2 separate regions of the Triticum aestivum genome follow, and region 2 is linked to region 1. The links are chromatin contacts, called in public Hi-C maps. All regions are on one chromosome and are shown on one strand. The core of a region is the stretch at or near the end of the contact, and the rest is flanking DNA. Distances in the headings are between cores, read along the strand shown.

Evidence for each region. Hi-C and Micro-C count contacts between places; a contact is called where the count stands out from the background.
Region 2: a contact with region 1 is called in a Hi-C map of leaf, with 4 times the contacts expected there. The contact joins the promoter of LOC123044583 here to the enhancer-like site in region 1. A contact is called at or near these places in 3 of 5 Hi-C or Micro-C datasets (leaf and an unstated tissue) and 1 of 1 datasets of contacts at active chromatin or transcription factors (leaf).

Annotation. Positions count from the first base shown.
Region 1 is chr2B:245,260,711-245,263,346 of IWGSC CS RefSeq v2.1, forward strand. No RefSeq gene overlaps it. Among protein-coding and RNA genes, the nearest start is that of LOC123044582, 15 kb to the left of the region's middle. Within about 2 kb of position 1,316, at least 3 of the 8 cell types and tissues checked have an H3K27ac peak or open chromatin away from gene starts, as enhancers often do. A contact at or near this core is called in leaf, where this site is marked.
Region 2 is chr2B:245,480,880-245,483,515 of IWGSC CS RefSeq v2.1, forward strand. It overlaps LOC123044583 (G-type lectin S-receptor-like serine/threonine-protein kinase B120), which reads left to right and starts at 1,288. Exons shown (of 9, transcript XM_044467367.1): 1 at 1,288-2,075. The coding sequence starts at 1,411.

The DNA.
Region 1 (2,636 bases), core at 66-2,565:
AGCCCCTCATCTCCAGCTCAACTTGCACTTTGTGTAACAGAATAATTGACGTTTCACATTCTCCACCCCCTTTCGGGGGCGAATCAGTGTTCATGTCACTCACCTGCCCTCTACGTATTTGACTAATTATGGATCATCAGACAGCACGTTGTCAGCATGGGCTCCTTCATTAGGATATAATTTGGGACGCATGCATCTTGTTCCATCACGCCATGTGACTTCCTGCTTCTGTTGTCGCGCCTAGAGACGAATTCAGAATTGGCTGGTTATATTAGAATCAACGCAACTCTGGTGACAATGGTTGTACTGTCATATACTTTTAGATCATCGACACTGACGAGGAAAGCACGAGCAGTGCGGGCGGGCTCGTCCTACAATTTTCTCCGGGAATTCAGAGAGAAAAGGCATACGAGAGGGCAAAGGAAAACACCAAACCCATAGCTTGGTCCTTGTTTGGTCCATGACAATGACGACCATAATGGAGATCATGGAGGAGAAAGAAAACGACGACGACGACGACAACCGCAAAGATAATAGTAACACGTTCTCTGTTGGCACAGTCAAAACCGCTTGTTTGTCCATCAAAAAAACGCTTGTTTGTCCATCAAGGGCATCATCAGCTTGACTCTCTACGAGAGCTCTCGTTGTTTATCCGGCCCGGTAGTTCCGGGTCTCGATGCAGAGTTGCTGAACAATTTTATTCTGATAGATATGGAGTTGTTGGTCGTGGGCATAGACTTGAGAAGCCAGGAGGAGCTAGATTTCTATAGGGCGTGCCATATGATGTCCATGGGCATAAACTGGCCAGGAGCTGCTGCGCTTTGGGGTTGTTTATGCAGGGAAGTCATTGGATATATATAGAACCTGTCCGCGTCCTTATCTCCCGGATAGCGTGGGACTCCTGTAGATTATGTACAGCGACACAAAACGTAGCTTGAAGAGAACGTCGTATCCAGCGGTCGGCATCGAGTTTCGAGTCTGATCGACCTCGTTCCCTGGAAGCTTACAGCTCGTTTCCAAACAAGAAAGCTGCTGCTCCATCGAACCAGTTTAAGCTCTCTCTTTTCTTTTCCTGCTGCACTGCAAAAGGCAAAGCGAGAATGATCTAAATATTATTCTACCGAGTGAATCACATTATTCGCCTTTCCGGGGTGTGGGCAGTGGGTGACACTGATCATTCATTCCTCCGGTTCCTGAACTCTCGGTTTTTCTGTTGGTACAGCTAAAAATCCGTGTTGCGGGTCCAAGCAAGCAGTCGAGACCGCTTTACGCTCGTGGGACATGTAGTACGACCCACCGACCTGGTCCATCTATCCGCGGGCTTTCCGGCGGCCGGTCGTCACGCCATGCGTGTGTATGTTATACGGGAACTTGATGGCCTCACGTGCGCCGATTTTTCTTGTGTAGCAACATAGTTATGATATCTCTTTGTCTAACCATTGTTGTATTTTCTCGCCCAAAGCCTCGAGGTAGTTATCCAAGAGGGCATGGCTAGGTCTCAGTCGATTGAGATTTAACCAAATGTCAGTCAAGTGATATAATATGCAAGAGAGAAAAAAATTGAAAAAAAAATTATGCATGGATGTAAATATAAATATAAGTTCACATGGATATCATCGACTGAGACTTAAGAAAGTCTCAATCAACTAAAACTTAGCAAGACTGTATTCCCGATTATTGAATTCTGACTGTTATAGTAACTCTTTATTCAAGGCTCAAGAGTAGGGCCGAAGCGAAAAAGGATTCTTCCTGAACCAAAGTTAAGCACCTTGTCCACCTGGATCACATCGCATCACTTCATAGATGCGCTAGTGAAGGAACAAGTCACTCCACTACAACACAAAAAGAGGTTGTGGACTTGTGCTGGTGGTGGTGTGCCACTGGTGTCCCCATCCTGGCTTGTCGTATCACCTCTCCTTTTCTTCGTCAATGAACGCACACGTACAAGTACAACACGCCAGATCTTGGGCCATGCCCAACACTATCCTTAAAACGGACACGACACGGTATTTGTCTGTGGACCAAGGGGTGCTGCGGTAGGATATCTCAGTTTGCATCCGCTTTGCAAGAATTCCGACAACCGGACTGGTCGGCAGACCAATGAAGTACCGTGTTCAATGGCAAATTGCATCCGAACGTTGTGGACTTTTTGAGGGTCCGCATTGGAGATGCCCATACACCACTTTTCGTCATCTTCGTCGGCATCACCACTTTATTAGCCGGCACACTCCCTGTCACCGTTGCCCACTGCCATAATTAACTTCTAGTACTCGACACAATAACTTCTCATAGGCTCCAGGGAAAAAAAACTTCTCATAGAGACAAATTAGGCCATGCAAAATGCTTAAAGAGGTGTTTGTGGAAACAAACCATTTTTTCATAAGCATTCATGCCTATATGTAAAGCAGAGGGTTTTGGTGATCATCTTTGGCAAACCTAACCCCTACCCGGCGCAAACATATTCATTGCATTCAGAGAGAAAAATGTTAATCTGAGCTAACTATTTAGATATAAAAGATTAGTCGGTGAAGGAAGATTAAAGTCTACATGAATCGTACACCAAAGAAGAATGTCGAATGGGCATGAAAGGAACAAAAGACATATTGTTTCCTTTTCATCAAAAAATAACACTTTTT
Region 2 (2,636 bases), core at 38-2,537, 220 kb after region 1:
ATAAGACGGACATACACCGAATCTGCTAGATATGCTTTACCTTGGTACTTGTGCAGATGTAGGCATTTTTTGTTGCTGCGGGGTGGCATGTAGCTTGAAGAGAACACGACTACATCCAACAATGGACATCGAGGTTGAGTTTGATCTGTTCCAAGCTCGTGCTTGGACAATTAATTTCTAACTGTAGCTAGAGGGATATATTTTTCCCCTAACTGTAAAAAAACAAGACAGCTGCCGCTGAATATGGAACTGGTTTAGACTTGCTTTCATTTCATACGAAAAGTAGAGAATGATTTGAGAGTGCGCAGGACCCTCCAGCCCAAAAGCTCTGGTAGGAGTATATACTAGTGCTAAATCACATAATTATTGCTCCATAAAAGCCATGAAATCCACCTTTGCAAACCAAGTTAGCAGAGGCGCCGCTGCGGGCACAACCTGTGATCATTCCTTCCCGGGCCCCTCTCTGGTTTAAGTTGGTACAGCCAGGAATGCGTGTTGCGGGTCCAATCAAGGAAGCAGCCCCAGACCACTTTACGCGCAGTCACAAGAACCGTACGACGAACCAACCAACAAATGCGGCCATGTTTTCCCGTATGCCTTTCCAGCGGTCGTTGCTCGTTGGTGCATGTTCTGGGAACTCGACGGCCGCAAGCGCGTGCGTGCGCGCGCACGCATTTTTCTTCCACGGCGACACGGCGATCCTGCATCGTCTAGCCACCAAACGCCGTCGCACCGAGAGCAAAACGAGACTCTCAAATGGTTGAAAAAATATATGAAATCTTCCCCGTGCTAAAGGCATGTGTAGAGTACTGAGTTTACAGCTCTTCTTTGGCACGTCGGCAGGACTACCCAGGCAAATGCCTTGTGCATGCCCATATGCACACCACATAGCCACAAAGGTGGTATTCCAGTAGAGCACAAAAAGATCCGGAACCATGGTGGTGTCGCCTTCCCTTTTCCCCCGGCATGTGTGGACGCCGAGGCCGATCTCCCACCATGAGCCCCGTGCTGCGCTGCGCTGTGCTGTGCTGCACTGGGCGACGGCACTCGGGAGATAGGGACACAAGGATCGCGCACGTTATGTTCCGTTTGTATCATGGCCCTCCCCATCCTGCCTTGCCCTGGCCGGGGCTCACACCGTGGGACAAGCCGGGCCACGCACCCCGGCCGCGGCTCACCGGCCGGCAAATCGCTTTTGAACCAACCCGAAAGCAAAGCTACTATACGCGTGCTTAGGCTCTCCGCTAATTAAACAAATCCACGACATCGGTCTCGCCATAACGCACTCCCTCGCCCTCTGTCTGCTCGCCACCAGTGAGGTGGTAGTTGGTGGCTGGCTGGGCGCCCCAGTAGGCAAAATCAGCGAGCCAGGGGGAGGGAGGGAGGGCCTGCTGTGCTGTGTCCACGGCGATGGCGGCTTCCCGTCTCCTCTTCTCGCTCTGCACCGCGCTGGCCGTGGCGGCGGCGGCGGCCACGGACACGCTGAAGCAGGGGGACTCGCTGACGGCGCCGGCGACGCTGGTGTCCTCGCCGTCGGGGGTGTTCGAGCTGGGCTTCCACGCGCCGGACCCCGCGCGCCCGGCCCGCCTCTACCTCTGCGTCTGGTACCGCGACACCCAGCCCAGGACCGTCGCGTGGGTGGCCAACCGCGTGAACGCGGCCGCGGCGGCCGCGCCCTCGCTCACGCTCACGGCCGGCGGCGAGCTCCGCGTGCTCGACGGCGCCGCCAAGGACGGCGCGCCCATGCTCTGGTCCTCCAACACCACCACGCGGGCCGCGCCGCGGGGCGGCTACTCGGCCGTCATCCAAGACTCGGGCTCCCTCCAGGTGCGCGACGTCGACGGCACCGTCATCTGGGACAGCTTCTGGCACCCGTCCGACACCATGCTCTCCGGGATGCGCATCAGCGTCAACGCCGAGGTAAGGGCGCAGGTCAGGGGCCCGCCGGAGCGGATGCTCTTTACGTCCTGGGCCAGCGAGACGGACCCCTCGCCGGGCCGGTTCGCGCTCGGCCTCGATCCGGCCAACCCCAGCCAAGCCTTCATCTGGAGAGACGGCAATGTTCCATTCTGGAGGTCAGCTTCTCCATGCCCCGTTCCCTGCCATCTTTTCCTTGGAGAAGTATAGTTTGCTTCGTTTTTTTGTGTGCCAAATTTTAAATAATTATACTGTAGGAATGTTGTAGAGACTAGTACTATATTTTATTGGGGCATTCATGTGCTTAGTAAATCAGGTGTTATCAACATGCTAGTTCTTCTAAAAAAGGAGTAGTAGTTAACCTGCTAGGTGTTCTGTAATTCTGTTCTTTTGCCATCTACCTAAGGAAATATGGAATCTGTCATCTGGTATGTTTTCTTATATTTCCTTTTAGGAGGTTGTGTATTGTTCATTCCTGAGGCAATCCAGTTTGTGTTTTGTTTTAGTGGTTCCAGTCGGCGCTAGGCAGCATCAGCTGTCGGCTTAGTCTGAATTGCAAATTGCGAGCATCTTCTTTTCGTGTGCTAGACAAACATCATTCACACTTCACTGTACAATGGTGCATCAAAAGGATCAGGTTCAAAAGTGGGAAACTAACTAGCCAGGTGGGGCTGTGTGGGACGGTAGCTCTACTTGCAGTCCATCAGTAGACAAATAGT